2 separate regions of the Oryctolagus cuniculus genome follow, and region 2 is linked to region 1. Evidence: chromatin contacts called from public Hi-C data. All regions are on one chromosome and are shown on one strand. The core of a region is the stretch at or near the end of the contact, and the rest is flanking DNA. Distances in the headings are between cores, read along the strand shown. Region 1 overlaps SETBP1 (SET binding protein 1). Region 2 holds the start of LOC108177140.

Region 1 (4,144 bases), core at 225-2,724:
TTGAACCCTAGAACTAACTCCCTCCAGGTCCTCTTTAGCAATGCCCTCTGCAAGTTTCTGGTAACCACTATGGAAAGTAGATTTACAAAAATTCAGGTCAGTGGCTGCCATCCTTGATATTTATTATTATTATTATTTATTTATTTATTTGAATGTCAGAGTTACAGAGAGAGGAGAGGCAGAGGAGAGAGAGAGAGAGGTCTTCCATCCACTAGTTCACTCCCCAGATGGCCACAATGGCCGGAGCTGCTCGATCTGAAACCAAGAGCCAGGAGCTTCTTCTGGGCCTCCCATGCGGATGCAGGGGCCCACTTGGGCCATCTTCTACTGCTTTCCCAGGCCATAGCAGAGAGCTGGATCAGAAGTGGAGCAGCCAGGTCTCAAACCCAACCCATATGGGATTCCCGCGCTTCAGGCCAGGGTGTTAACCCACTGCGCCACAGCACAGGCCCCGATATTTCTTAATAAATGCTAAGGGAATTGACAGTTGTGTCCAAGAGAAAGGTGTTGGGTTACCCATGCCTGCTCAATCCTGTTCACACACAGCAGGCTGTGTAACTTCGCAAAACAACAACAACAAAATCTATTCAACCCCATCAGTTACAGAACCCAGCAAAGTGGCCGATAATCCACAAACCAGCTCCAATACACCCTTTACCACATGCCAAAGAATTACAGAATAATTGCTGTTTGCAATTAACATACACAGCACTGCAGGTACACTGTGAGCTAAAAATAACATGCTCTCCACAATCCTGTGGCCCACAAGAAGCTTAACAGAGGGAAGGTGGGAGGGGGAGAAGAGAGAGCGAGGGAGAGGAAGGATTTGCCATGAATCCTAAACACCTTCCTAATTGGATAATTAAAAAAGCTCTGGATGGCAGTTCAAAAAGCCTGGATTGTGGTAAGGTCTCCACCACCTATTTAGCCATCTGTGTGGCCTTGGCTTGATCTTGCACCCTATCTAGACTGTTGATAGGATTACAGATTTTGAAACCTAGTAGGAACCCCTTGTAAAGTTATCTAATCTACTGTGTTTTTAACTCTGTCATGCATCAGAACCACCTGGAAAGCTTGACAGAACACACAGCTGGTCCTCTCCACCAGAGCTTCTATGCAGTATTTCTGGGGTGGGGCCCAAGAACAAGCAATTCTAACAAGTTGCCTAGTGCTGCTACTACTGCTGCTCCTGCTACCACCCTCGAGACTACATTCAGAAAAGCACTGATCTGCACCTGGAGATGGAAATCATACCAACCTGAGAGGCAAGAAAAACATTATGCCAATGCCCAAGGTTCATTAGGCCTTTTATATTAAAAAAAAAAAAAAAAAACTGGAGAAGCAGAGGAAAGTTAAAGACAGAAAGAGAGAGCTTCTACCCATTGGTTCATTCCCCCAAATGCATATGACAGTAGGGCCTGCGCCAGGCTGAGGGCAGCAGTCAGGAATTCAATCTGGATCTCCCATGTGGGTGGTAGGAATCCAGTAACCTGAGCTGTCACCACTGCTTCCCAGGCTCTGCACTGTTAGAAAGTGGAGTCAGGAGTCAGATCTGAAAATGGAACCCATGTATTCCGTTGTGGGAAGTGGCTATTTTAACCTCTAAGCCAAACACATACCCTAACCACAAGACCTTTTAAATATCTAGTTATCCAGTCGCAGCATCTGTATTTTTAACAAAGTACCCATGTGTTCTCAAGGTGCAGCCATAGCAGAGCATTGATTGTGTCCAGTTGTCTCACATTATAGGGAACAAAACTGCAGTTCAGAGAATTGAGTAAAATCCGGCACATTCATCTGCAAAAAGGGGAATGGACACAAAACACCTGAGACCTGGACTTATTCGATGGCTGCAACACTCTACAGCTGTATTTCTCCTAGTCCATCACCCACCAAGAATAACAGCCAGGGAGGCCTTCTTTATCTGACTGCCCCAAGCAACCAGGAGAATCTAACAGGGCCATGGTTGGTGGTTGGAAGACGCTAGCATTCTTAAAGTTCTCCTCCGTGTAGTTTCTAAATATAACAGGCAGTCAGACACTCTGAATAACTCTTGGCTGATTTGGCTTCCCTAGGATAAACGTTTTTTTTTTTTTTTCTCCTAGATTATGCTATGCTGGGAATAGAGCCCTAAGGGGAGAAATTCCTTTCCAAAGTCAGAGCAGATAACACCACACCATGTGTGGCATCCAGGTTGTTCTCTGTTGGAAGGAGAAAAAAAGGTGGGAGGCAAACTTCTAACAGCAGCCAACATCAAAAAGGATATTCATACTCAGTTCACGTGGTGTGCACGGAGGGGAGGCAGAGCAAGCAGGAGATGTGGTCAGGCCATAGACAATGAACACATCCTGCTGGCAGAGAGAGGAATGGGCTACAGGTTCAGGGGCTCCAGGTGGCTGTGGCACCATGAAAACTTCCCATGACAGCAGGCAGTGGTGGCTGCCCTGTGCTAGCTCCCAGCAAAGATTCAGAGGTCTCTTCACTGTGCACAGCTCACTCCCTGGGAGGTACACCCAGGTGTATGCAGCTCCTACTTCATTTCCCTGCCAGAAAGCAGCCACCCTTACCTGTCCTGGCTCTTGTTGCTCTTCACATTGGGGGAGAATTTGGTATGAACTAAAACTTGCCTGTACCATATGCAGAAAATGGTATCTTCTCTCTCACATCATACAAAATCCTTCCTCCTGGTTTCATGCAGGCCAAGCCTCTGTATTTTCCAACAGGATGATAAATCTGAGTGTGACAGACCTCCAGGTGATACCTGAAACCACAGGTAGCATAGAACCCCATACACACCAGGTCTTGTTTGCAATAGATACATGCGTTTGATAAAGCTTAACGTGTAGATTTGGCAGAATAAGAGATAGCCAATAAGTAGTAAAATTGAGAAATTGTAACAATATACTATGCAAATGTTGTCCCTCTCTCTCAATGTATCCCCCTAAACTGTACTCACCCTTGTGCTGCTGTGAGATGATATAGTGCCCACGTGAGGAGATGCACTGAGGTGAATGACACAGGCATTGGGACATAGCCTTGGGCTTTGATGTAAGGGTTACTTGAAGGCAAGCACTGTGGTGCCACAACATTCCATCTGACAAAGACGACAGCTACTCAGTGACTAACTGGTGGGTAATATATAAAATGTGGACACGTTGGACAAAGGGGTGATTCATATCGCTGGTGAGACTGAGCAGGATAGTGTGAGATTGCATCCTGCTACTCAGAATGGCATGCAATTTAAAGCCTACGAATTGTTTATTTCCTGAATTTTCCATTTCATAGTTTCAGCCTGCTGTTGGCTGAGGGTAACTGAAACTGCAGAAGGTAAAATCAGGAACAAAGGAGGACTAATGTATCGAGTTAGGTAGGCCATTGGGTATCACCTCATCCTCTCACTTTGAAGATGACAACATTATACATGCTGTAATATCTTAAACACCGATGATGTGTCAGACACTTTATAGAAATTAATCTAACCCTCCCCCAAACTTCAAGAGCTGTAGAGTTTGCTGATAACAAGAGATACAGCAGAGACAGAAAGAGAGGGAAGATTGTGCCCAAATCACACAGCTAAGAGTCTCAGAATTCATTGCAGATTTCTGACTCCAAACCAATGCCTTGTCATCATTGGGTAGGAAGAGGAAGCAGCCATGGGTAAATGTTTCCCACCTCACCCTGTCCAAGGCACAGGGACTACTGACCAGCCACCCCGAGCCAACATCACTGGGCTTTTCAAGGCTTGAGCCAAATCTTATTTACAAGTTCTAAATGTCCAGGGAGCAGTCTGCTCACTCACTTGTCCCCAGAGGATAAAACTGTCTTTCAGTTTCGATCTTAGTCAGAAACAAGCCCAGCTGCTCTTAACACTGAGCAGGAAATGACATGGACAACCAGGAACTTTGCTGCGTCTCCCCGGGAAGTTCTTCCTAGTGGTGGATTCTGAAGGAAAGCATGTGGTTTCTGGAAGATCTGGAGAACCTGAATGTGCCCTCCCACAATTGAAAATGCAAGTCTCTCCAGTGGATGATGTTATGCCCACAAAGCAGACTGGTATTTTCTATCTCTGTGGCTCTGTGGCTGCACACACACTTGTGGGTGTGTTCACACATGTATGTTTGCTGTGTTGGAGTAAGACGAAATC
Region 2 (4,562 bases), core at 287-2,786, 110 kb after region 1:
TTTCAGAATCGTAGTAAGCGGTGTGGGTGGGGGGAGGATGGGAACTGGTAGTGTGCAGGGGAGGGGGCTGGCAGACGGCATTTCAGCAGTAACTTATTTTTTTAGAACCAGCATGCTCTACCGATCAGAATTTGCAATTACCCAACAATGCTTCCATCACAAACAGACACCCAAACCAGCATCACCGTCATCACCATCTTGCTGAAGATCTGCGCGGTCCAGTTTCCCTGACTTTGTCTCGGTGGAACTTCTCAGACAGTATTTTGGTCGAAGAGATAATGGTTTGAAAGACAAAAACAATAAATCGATACTGAAGGGCTCCCTTTCCGGAGCGATTTCCCCCTGGAAACCACCGAAGGGGGAAGCCTGCCGTTTAATTCCCAAGCCCAGGGCACACAATGCGTGCTTTCAAAAGGGCATTCGTCTGCTTTTAAGGGAATTCCTGTCTTTTCAGAGTCCCCAAACCAGAGAGCACAACAGACTCAAATCCATTGATTAAGGTTTCCGAGAAAAAAGACTAACACACAGCCACGACACAAGCACAAACCAACCTTCGCCGGCTGGACCACTTCTCGCCTGATCTTCTTTCTATTAACGACACGTTAGATTCTGATACATGCCACCCCCCCCCCAAAAAAAATCCAACTAGGCTACAATGTAGCTCTCTAGCTCCACTTAACCTGCAAGTTACAAAGAGAGCAAAAAAAAAAAAAAAAAAAAAAAAAAAAAAATCCTGCCGCCTTCCCACCCCTTTTCCTATGTTCCTACCCCCTCCCCCTCCCGGGTCCGCTCTACCAACGCCAGCCCAAGCAGCCGGCTGCAGGACCGAGGGAGGGTGCAAAGGCGGGGTGGGGGTGGGGGATCAGATTAGGCGAAACTCAATGAGCTCCTAGCCCGACTCTTCCACCATCGCCGCCACCAACGGGCCACTCGGATGGAGCCAGCATCGCTGCCCACCCGCGGGCCGGCCGGAATCGCGCCCCTCCCCGGCAGACTCGCCGGGACCGGCATCCCGCCCCCTCGGCCCCGGCTGCCCCTTCCTGCTCGGTGCAAAGTCAAAGCCCCGGCGAGACCAGGCGAGGCAACGTGAACTTTTGCATGCAGGGCGCGCGCACACACACACACACACACACTCACACACATTCACACACTCACACACACCACCCCGGGCCCGGGCGTGCGGGGGCCCGCGGCGCGGCGGGAGGCTGCGCGCCGGGGCTCCCGGGGCAAGGTCGCCGCGCGTGCTCACCCATGTCCCGGCGGCTCCGGCTCCGCTGGCCCTGGCGCTCGCTCAGATCCCGGCTCCGGTCGCTCGCCGGAGCCCCCAAAGGTGCTGCTGCGGCAACTCCATGGCGATGAGCATCTGTCAAACGGCGAGCCGCGGGGCGGGCCGCCCTCGCTCGGGGGGCTGCGGGGCCCCCGGGCGCGCGGAGGCGGCGGCGAGCGGCGGGCGCCCCGGCCGGCCCCGCGCTTCCCGCCCGGCGCGGCCGCCTCCGCCGCGCCACCGATTTATGGAGAGAGATATCAAGGGGGAAAATGGCGTCTCCGGAGCCCGAGGAGTCCTGGAGTAATCACATTCACACACACACACGCCCGTACGCACACACTCGCTCACACTCGCACACGGGCGCGCGGCGGGCCCGGCTAATTTTAGCAGGAGCCAAAAAAAATTGTATATATATATATAAATATATAAATATATCCCCGTCTCTCCGATCAACGCTATTTCCACCACCTCCCCCCCCCCCCCCTTGTCTTCAAAGGATGGATTGGAGCTTTAAAAATGTTGCTGGGTTTGGGCTCGCAGGAGGCGGCGCGCGGAGGGCGAGGGCGCTTTTGCTGAGCTGTGCAGTTCGGTCCGCGGCGCCCGGCGGCCCTGCCCGCTCTCCGCCCGTCCGCCCGCGGTCGCTAGTGCTGCCGCCGCCGCCGCCGCCGCCGCTCCATGGCCGCGCCCGCCCCGCGCCCCCTTGCCGCCCGCCCGCCCGCGTCCCCGGCGAGAGCTGGAGTGGGGTCGGGCCCGTGTGCCTGCCTCCCGCGCCCTCTCCCGAGTCCCAGAGTCTTGGTGAAAGGAAGGGGGAGGGCGCGGGCGGGGAAGGGGGGGAGGATCGGAGCGGCCGCGCGGCAGAGGCGAGCGGGGACCGCCACCCCGCCGGCCGCCTCGGAGGGGGCGCCGGCGCCCACGCGGCTGGCCCCGCGGGCCCGGGGCCGCTTCTCGGGCGGGAGCCGGTGGAGAGCGAAGAGCGGCCGCTCCCCTCACCTCCCCACCCCCGGGGAATCTCGGTCAATTGGAGGGAGCGGGGTCTAGCCGTGAAGGAGGAGGGAAACAGTTGGTGGCGGCCGATCGGGAGCCCCTCGCCGCACCCCGCGCCCCTAGCGCTCCCCAGCGCCCTCGCGGCCCAGTGGCTTCTGCGCGTCGGAGTCAGCGGCGGAGACTGAGCGGCCGTGGGGAGCGCCTCCGGCTGGGCGCGGGCTGCCGGGCTCAACACCGCCACTGTCTGACACAACAGGGGCAGTGTCGCGGGAGCCGCGCGTCCAGGCGCCGACGTGGTAGGCTCTCTCAACTGGGCGCAGCGTGGTTGCTTTCTTTCTTTTAAGCGGGTCATGAGGCTTCCTTTCCAGGGTTGGTTTTACTTTATTTGTGTATTGTGTTTTAGTAAGCTACTTGTAGGCATCGGGTCCTCGTGTCATTTTTTCTCGTTATCCACCACAGTTAGACTCTTGCAGGAAAGGGCACGGATGGCAACCTCGCAGCTCCCTCCCTGATCCGGGTGGTGGGGATGTCTTTGGTGCTTGGCAAAACGTGGCGGTTACTTTTAGTCTCTGGGCATTTCTGTTGGGGTTACAGAAGGGGCGCTTTTCGGGCCAAGGGAAGAATGGAGAAGCTTAGGGACGCTGTGCACTCCATCAGCTGACTGAGGAAGACTCACAGAGACCTGCAAAGGGCTATGCTTCCAGATCTCCAGGTAGAGGTCACTCCGAACGCAGGCAGCTGAGTTTGACCATGCCTTTCTCTGTGAGAGTTGGGTGAAACTGAGAAATGTTTGGGTGGTGAGTGGGGGGCGGCCCCCTAGCAACCACATCAGCCACTGCCAACCCCGCTTGGCTACAGGGTTGAATTCTGTCGGACGACCTCTTTTTTTCTCTTTTTTACCGGAATGCTCTGGAGCAAGGGAGAAAAAGTGGCTGGACCCCCGCCCCCCCCCCCCCCGCCGCACCTCCCTCTCACGCACACACTCACACACTGGTCCACGCCCCCGGGTGTCAGTCAGGGTTTTGCACAACAATTTATCCCCTTCTAACTCAAATTATCCTCTTTGTTGGGAAGAATGTTCTGACTGGCCACAAACTTTGCCTCCCTTACTCATCACTGCAAGACCTCCAATGGAGCAAGATTTCCTCTGTTCTGCGCTGTGTTGAAGCATAACTATTAATGAGAAAATAATGCTTCATTGGAAAAAATTCAACAAGACATAGGAGCTGATGATGAAAGAAGAGCTGAAGGCACACAATACTATGCCAAAATGACCTCGGTAATCACCTGACCTTTGCCCATCTACTTGTGCGTCCGGATTTCTGATACCCAAGACCAAAGTAGGCAGAGGACTAAGAGTGTGCACCATTGATGCAAAGCAGAAAGTGCGTCCAGAAATCAGAAGGGTTGGCTTGCATCGTGTGAGCCAGAACTGAAGTTTGTTGCCCAAGTCTTTTTCCTTTTAAAATTTAAGCATGTTAACAGGATTGTCCTTCCTGTGGTGTTGTGTTTCTTTGGAGAGAAGTTCAGAGAAGTGTGCGCTGTATTTAAAAGTCTCTGTAATAATGGTAGATCTGTCTGTTGAATCATAGTGCAATAAAAGTTCACCCTCGAGTATCACCAAGTCAAATCCCATCATCTCTAAGTTGAGGAACCACGCAAAGAGATTCAATAGACTTCCCTGAATCATTAAGTTCAGCGAAAGCCATGAATCTGCTACATGTGCCTGGACTTCTCATCCAGAGTTTCTTCTTTATGTGTAGCCCATCTCCCAATGATTAGAAGTGAGAGGAGGGCAAGGAAAGGAGGGATCTTCTCCTTCTTTTAAAAGTGTTATATATGTAAAAATAATACTGTATACCTGCTAATATATAATAAGGTAATGCATAAATATAGTTTTAAATAGGATTGCTAAAAACCAAAGCTCCGGCCGAATGATATGTCTGTTTATAGAATAGGAGCTGTATTTAAATTCTAGCCAAGTTCCACAGAAATTCTTCTCATATTATTTCCCTAGTAGGTCATTTTTTAATTCAGAATGAGACCCTGAAACATAGAAAATCTATAGCTGGTAAAGAAGTTGGGTTAAAAATAGTGTCGGGCAATGTTAAGGGACTGATTTTTGGGATTCTAGGATCATTTAAAAAAACAAAAGGCTGATCTGAGCACCTTTTAGGAATGTACATGACATAGAGACATAGACATAACTAAGAGTCCTGTACTTTCTCTAGTGTCAGGATCATGCAGTCCCTTAACAAATAGTTCAGCGGCATGGATAATGTGCCAGGTCCTATGGTTGTAACCATAGTCA

The links. Hi-C and Micro-C count contacts between places; a contact is called where the count stands out from the background.
Region 2: a contact with region 1 is called in a Hi-C map of an unstated tissue, with 2.5 times the contacts expected there. The contact joins the promoter of LOC108177140 here to the enhancer-like site in region 1. A contact is called at or near these places in 2 of 6 Hi-C or Micro-C datasets (skin fibroblasts and an unstated tissue).

What each region holds. Positions count from the first base shown.
Region 1 is chr10:32,615,122-32,619,265 of mOryCun1.1, forward strand. The region is part of intron 2 of SETBP1 (SET binding protein 1); the gene reads right to left. Among named protein-coding and RNA genes, the nearest start is that of SETBP1, 110 kb to the right of the region's middle. Within about 2 kb of position 1,475, at least 1 of the 8 cell types and tissues checked has an H3K27ac peak or open chromatin away from gene starts, as enhancers often do.
Region 2 is chr10:32,724,897-32,729,458 of mOryCun1.1, forward strand. LOC108177140 reads left to right here and starts at 1,537. Exons shown (of 2, transcript XM_070050269.1): 1 at 1,537-2,547. The coding sequence starts at 1,537. The coding sequence ends at 2,436. SETBP1 (SET binding protein 1) reads right to left here and starts at 1,393. Exons shown (of 6, transcript XM_008261251.4): 1 at 1,250-1,393.